2 separate regions of the Mus musculus genome follow, and region 2 is linked to region 1. Evidence: chromatin contacts called from public promoter capture Hi-C data. All regions are on one chromosome and are shown on one strand. Each heading gives the region's core, a stretch centred on a gene start, on an enhancer-like site or on the middle of the called end of the contact. The rest is flanking DNA. Distances are from core to core; before and after follow the strand shown.

The links. Promoter capture Hi-C pulls out the DNA fragments that hold promoters and counts their contacts.
Region 2: a promoter capture Hi-C map of liver shows a contact between it and region 1, with 2.4 times the contacts expected there. The contact joins the promoter of Pnoc here to the enhancer-like site in region 1. A contact is called at or near these places in 8 of 39 promoter capture datasets (the 3T3-L1 cell line, HPC-7-derived erythroid cells, embryonic stem cells and 3 more), 3 of 15 datasets of contacts at CTCF or cohesin (the NIH/3T3 cell line, large pre-B cells and pro-B cells), 18 of 484 Hi-C or Micro-C datasets (the G1E-ER4 cell line, the HL-1 cell line, the N1E-115 cell line and 8 more), 3 of 115 datasets of contacts at active chromatin or transcription factors (bone marrow-derived macrophages and embryonic stem cells) and 3 of 9 other capture datasets (adipose tissue, embryonic stem cells and pancreatic islet).

The regions. Positions count from the first base shown.
Region 1 is chr14:65,330,311-65,333,555 of GRCm38.p6, reverse strand. No RefSeq gene overlaps it. Among named protein-coding and RNA genes, the nearest start is that of Zfp395, 27 kb to the left of the region's middle. Within about 2 kb of position 1,480, at least 185 of the 459 cell types and tissues checked have an H3K27ac peak or open chromatin away from gene starts, as enhancers often do. A contact at or near this core is called in the N1E-115 cell line, adipose tissue, bone marrow-derived macrophages and 7 more, where this site is marked.
Region 2 is chr14:65,423,901-65,427,145 of GRCm38.p6, reverse strand. It overlaps Pnoc (prepronociceptin), which reads left to right and starts at 1,674. Exons shown (of 4, transcript NM_010932.2): 1 at 1,674-2,008.

The DNA of each region.
Region 1 (3,245 bases), core at 231-2,730:
ACAATGTCTGGAAAACTGAAAAATAAGAACTGGTCAAAGGTCACCGTAGTCAGACCACAGGAGTTTAAATGTTTTTTTTTGTTTGTTTTTGTTTTTCCTTTTTTGTTTCTTTCTTTTTTTTTAATGAGGCAAAGAAGGAAATGTTTGGGACCTACAAAAAGCCTGGTATCCACAGCAACACAGCTAAGCAGTCAAGGGACAGTAAATCCACTGAGTCTTTCTGCACAATGTTAGCATAGAACCATTACCCATATTTTAGGATGTGTTTAAAGAAATGGAAGATGTGAGAGCGGTAAGCACAAAAAAGCAAAGCTAGGTGTGAACTGGCTGGTGCTTGTGAGCCCAGTACTTAGAAAATTGAGGCAGGAGAATTACTCCAAAGTCAGGGGAGAGGAGGGTCTCCAGATGTCTCAGCTAGAAGAGGTGCTTGCCCCCAAGCCTGATCAAGCTGAGTCTTGGCTAAAAGGGGATCAACTCCTGAAAGTTACCTATCACCTCCGCACAAGCCACCCCTCCATTGACAAATTAATCAAAAATAGTTTAAAAGCAAGATAGTAAATGATTTATGCAGAATTATCAGGCTTGTAAAGAAAACAAGACATGTCAAAACATGAAACATTCCAGTATATGAAGAATTTGATTTGGGGCTGTAGGATTCTGAGTGCTTTATTTAGGGAGGAATCTAATTATTTACACATTTTCGTGTTTGCCAGTTTATACTGGTAAGCCATTACTTTTTTTTTTTTTTTTTTTTGGCTTTTCGAGACAGGATTTCTCTGTATAGCCCTGGCTGTCCTGAAACTCACTTCGTAGACCAGGCTGGCCTCGAACTCAGAAATCCGCCCACCTGCCTCTGCCTCCCGAGTGCTGGGTTTAAAGGCGTGCGCCACCACGCCCTGCTATCTATTACTTTCTAAGGTGGTGGTCAAGGTTGAAAGTGTTCCCAAACCTGCTTCCTTTCCAGTTCACTGAATCAGGAGAATTTTTTTCCAGGGCCCATCTTAAATTGCTTAAGACCTTTAGGCACACAGACCCTTTGGGGCTGCAGTTGAAGAAGTGGTGGGATTCAGGGGAGGCAGGCGGGGTCACGCGAGTCTCTAGCGTTCCTCTGCACACAGTGGACCAAAGATTCTCCTACTTCCACTGGCTGGGGTCGATGACCCCCGGCAGCGCGAGGCCAGCAGTGTGAGGTCCTGCATTGAGCTGCAGCCAATGTGAGGCAGGCTTCGCACCCCCCCCCCCAACCCCTACTCCCCCACCTCAAGCTTCGGCCAAGCTTGCAACACGATCGCCCCATCATGATCACCTCAAACGGAGCCTCCTGGAGGCCCCTCCCTGCCAGGCTAGCCTTAGCGCGCCGGAGGCGGGCGCGCAGCGCGGACGTGCCCGGGTCCACGGAGGCCCCTACGCTGCTCCGGGCCCGCCCTGCCGGGGGACATCGGGCCAACACAGGGCCTCAGAGGCGGCCTTGCCACGACTGTGGCGCCTCCCTGTGCCCACAGGCGGGCGACTGTGCGGACCGCCAGGGACACCCAGGCCACCAGAACCCAATCGCCCAAGGCGGCCTTGGGGCTGGGCACCACGCCAGGTTTCCTTCCGTGCTTTGCTTTTCCTGGGCTGCCCCACCCCTCACCCCACCCCCCTTGCCTGGCCAGTTTCTATCTTCACTCTGTTTTCAGCCCAAGGCCAAACCTTCCTTCTGAAGGCCTTGAACCCATCCTTCACTTCTATCACCGGCTCTTGCTAGAACATTCAGCGCCATCCCACTGAGCTATCCTCTCAGCGCCAGTAAGAAACATTCCCAGACCAAGAGTAGTCCACACTATGCCTTCACCCTGGGCCGACTGGGCAACTTGTAGGGTCCTCTGTGCAAAATGCAAGGCAAGGGCCTCTTGCTCAGAACCTGAGTTCTTTGCAGGAGACCGCACAACATGGACCCAATCCCAGAATCCTCCAAGGCTGGGGCGCTGCCACCTGTCTCTGAGCCAGCAAGTCAGCCTTGCCAGTATGTTTTCCACCTTCAAGTGGGTATTAGTGAAAGCAGGGTATGAGGGACAAATGTTCTCTCTATTGTGCCTCATTTCTGGAGTCAAAGGTCCTTTCTTCACCTGTCCCTGAAGCATTGACAAGGCTCACTCTGCCCTGATTCATAAAAACCCTTTTCCTGGCCGCAGAGGTGTGTGTGTGTGTCCATCAGCGTACCCCTGTGCCCACAGAAAGGGGCTGCCTCAGTGGAAAAGGCTTCTTGCCATCAAACCTGAACACCTGCTGTGGAGGTCTGCTGTGGGACTTGACTTTCTTCTACAAAATGGGTTGAACGCAGGCCCTCAGGCATGGCCTCAAGTGCTAGGATCCCATGGCTGTACATATATTAAGCCAATGTGCTAGAACTGAGCTATGTATCCCTCAAATGTCTGCCTTCCCTCCTCTTCCCCCTTTCTCCACCCTCTTCCTCCTTCCTTTCCTTTCTTCTTTGAGCAAAAAAGTAGACAGAGCCCGGAGCTCTTTTAATTATAAGATGCTTTGTAAATATACAGGTACCAGTAAGGCCAGTCTCTCTACCACCTTTCAAATTATTTCAGTAGTTACTTGTTCGTTTGTGTGGGTTGGTGGGTGGGTGGGTGGGTGGGGACAGGGGGTGACTTTACCCTGGAGAAACCTGACAGACACAATCTTAGTCAAATCATGGAAACCACAGGTCTTGAGATGAGTGGACTCTGTGTGTTGCCTGGGAGGACACAGTAAGAAATGGTGGTGTAAACACTGTGACACTTCAGTCTCAAAGAAGGAAGCCTGGGTCTAACCACAAAGAAATACTGAACAACTCCGAACTGAAGATAGCCTGCAAAACCAAGAAATCAAGGCTGTGAACACAGAGGTAACTGGAGGAACTGCTCGAGATTGACACAGATGATAACAGAGTCAACCTGTGACCTCTACAGAGAGCTTTACTGAGACCATAGGCAACTCTTGAAAGGTATGACTAGAGTCACAGCACCCGGGGAGCAGAGGCAGGAAGAACAGGAGCTCGAGGGCCACCTCAGGGATGTATCAGGCCAGACTAGGCTTAGGGACAAGCAAGCAAACAACAGCAATAAAACAAAACAAAACAAAACAAAACAAAAACAAAACCACAAATCAAACAAACAAACAAAAATGCTGAATAGGCTCAGGGGCTGGAGAGATGGCTCAGTGGTTAAGTGCACTGACTGCCCTTGCATAGGACCTGTGTTTGGTTCCCAGCA
Region 2 (3,245 bases), core at 425-2,924, 93 kb before region 1:
CAGCATCAAACTCCACCCAATTACTTCCCACCATGAAAGACTGCACCCTCAAACTGTGAGCCCACACATACCCTTTCTCCCTTAGGTTGCTTTTGTTGTGTGTCTGCTTCCCAGCTATGAGAAAAGTAGCCATTGTACAGCTTTCAAGCTCAAAGTTGCCTCAAGATCCAAGAGAGCAGCTAGAACTCCAGCCATCACGCGTGTGCTCCAGGAGATAAGCTTGAGGGAGGGAACACACAAGCCTCTGTTAGCTGAGTTGAGATCTTTAAAAGACCTTCCTCAAAATCCAAACCTAAAAACCAGCAGCATGACTTTTGGTGACTCGAGCTACACAAAAGGCTAGGAAAATACAGGGTTTTAGCTGAGTACACTGTCACTTTAAGTAAAATCAAAGACATGGCTCTATAAAGAATAACAAGGGATGGAAAATATTGGGCAGCCACCCAGCAAGAGCTACCACAGCGTGTACAAGATGAGGCTCCATACCCAGGACCAGCAGGGTGCATAACTATCTCTCCACGCCCCATGTCATGCAGAAAGCGTGTACTGGCTGCTTTGACCGTAGTGACCACGTGGACCTCAGAGAGCTCTGTGCCAAGTGGGCATGCTGGTTCCCTGGGCCTTTTCACTAGGAACATGTGTGAGTAGGAATTTCGTTTTCAGGGCTTGTTCTTAACCTGGGCAAGTGTTTGCTGTTCACTTTTTGTTGAGATAGAATTCCTACAAGGACAAAATTCACCATTCTAAATAACTCTTTCATCACACTTAAAAGAAACTCTGTACCCATCAGTAGCCAGGGCAGGTGCTTCCCTGAACCCTCCTCTGCCCAGTCCCCAGTCTACCAAGAACTAGACTTGCCACCTGAACAGGTGCTTGCTCTCCTCAGATGATGAAAGCCTTGCATTCTGGAATGTTTCAAATCTTAGGAAAATGAAGAACAGGGTCCTGGTGCAGTTCTCCCAGGGGCAGGGAAGGGAGATCCTCAGAGATGGGGTACACTCTGAGCACTGGGACTCCAGCTGCCTGGGTGCCACCTGTCCGCAGGCCACTCCCTGCCTGGGCTAAGAAGAAGATTTGGGTTCCACAACAAGGGCTGGGGCATCTTCAGCAGCCTGCAACATCCTAAGGTGCAGCGGCAGCTTGGAAACCTCCCAGATACCAATGTGAGACTTCAGGTAGCACCGATTACAGGAAAAAGATGGTGAGATAGGAGAGAATGTGGCACTAGCATTTAATAAAGGCCTCTGCGTCCCAAACACAAACAGAATCTCATCGCTCCACTCCCGTCTTGGGAGTTGGTGCACCCATTCTACAGAAGGGAACCTGAGGCCCACCGGACATGCACCTGCTGCAAAGGAGAAAGCTGCAGTCTCAAAGCCCCTGCCGAGCTTGTGCTCTGATCTATACTGTGCCGCGCTGTGAGCACCTGTGGAAAATGCTTCCAGAATCACCCCGGTGTGGCCTAGCCCTTGCCACCCCAATGGGGCCAGGACATTAGGAGGGGTCTCAGCTGAGCCAGTGGGAGCTGGGCGTGAGTTCCCCCTCCCTCCTGTGTGCTGCCTGATCCTCACTCCTCAGGCGGAGAGGTTATTGGAGAAGACTCCAGGTTTTGGGGTCTGCCTTATCCCTTGTCACCAGGAGTCTGTTTTTCTGAGTGACTTGCCAGCTCTCCCTAGGCTGGCCATCCTCACAGTGGCTCTGAAAGCAGCCGGAGAGGCAGCTGAGGGATCCTAGCTGATCGGGAGTCCAGGTGAAAACAGGCTAGAGGCTGCGTTGATGGGAGGCTGGCATGTCACAAGTCTGAACGCGGAGCAGGGGAGGGGGCCAGGCAGGCAGGATTGTAGTTGGGCTGTTTGGTTGATGAAGGGGGTCAGCGTAGGCATGTGTCATCATCGAGGTAGGCAGGGAAGGGGAGGGCTGTGCGTGGGGGGAGGATATATATGCTGGTGTGGCTGACACAGAGGAACAAGCCTCACATCTGAGAGAACCCTGAAACGGACAGCGTCAGGTAGGCAATGCATGTGGCCCCAGCAACCAGCCGGTCGACAGTATCTGCCCAGAGCCTCTCCGGAGAGCAGGGCAGTCTGGGCAGCTCCTCCACCCCTGTCTTTTGTCCACTGTGGCTGCTTGCTGGCCTCTTGTGAGATTGTGGCTTCATTCATCTTCTCAGTGTTCCGATGGTGGAGAAGGGGGAGGGCTGAGGGCTGGCTAGTCTCAAAGAGAAATGCGAAAGAAAGCTGAACTTGGAAATGAGGAAAAGTTTTGCTTCCCCAGTTGTGGCCGCTACTGGGTGACGGATACACATGGAAGAGGTGGCTGCGGGCGAGAGGGTGGACACTGGGAGGGGGCTTGCCATTCAGAGGAGCCCTGGGAAGCCCCTGGAGCACACCTTATGTCGGATTTTTGTTCTGTGGCTTCCTGCCCTTTGTGCAAACTGTCGTCTGGTGTCATTGAATCTGATGTCATTCTGGTTCTCTTACACCTTAATGGAAATTGTCAATAATGTGGGGAAAGACAGATCCAAAGGCTGAGCTTCACCTGAGTCCATGGCTGAATGCAGTCAGTAGCCGGCAGGGTGATTTTCGTGGTCGTTTTTTTAAAGGCATGACCTTGGTCCTCTGGATCCTGGGTTGTTCCCAGGTATCCTCTCTTCCTTGACATCTTTCTCCCCACTGCTCGTCTGTCCCACCTAAAAGGTCTCTGCCCAGATTGCATGGAACTCTCCCAGGTCAGGGAATCTGAACTAGCACTGCTTTCTCTCAGCCTCCTCCTCCTCCTCCTCCTCCTCCTCCTCCTCCTCCTCCTCCTCTCTTTGTGTATTTCTTTCCCCTCCCTTCTCTACTCATCCCCTTCTCTCCCCCATCTCCTTTTGAACTTGGAGAAGTTCGGGGGTGGGGGGATTTCAAGTAAGGCAGGATGATTCGGAAAAGGGGGCTATTTAAAGCATGCTGCTTTGGACTTGAATACCCCAAGCCTGGGCTTAAACATCTGTGTTTAGCTTCCTCCAGCAGCTCATAATTGCCCCAATTATAACCAATAACATTGTTCAGCAGACTAACAAAAGCTGAGCTCCACACGGCATTTGCCAGCAAGCCCAAACGAGAGTTTCCATCTCAGAGGGAGAAAAGTAACTGCCCGGCTTCGTATCAAAACCTCCCAAAGAGAACGCTGTGATTTCTCGCAGCCTGTGGGTGGATGCTGCACACACCCCTCCCTTTTCTCATTTGTGAAGCCTAGCAGGGAGA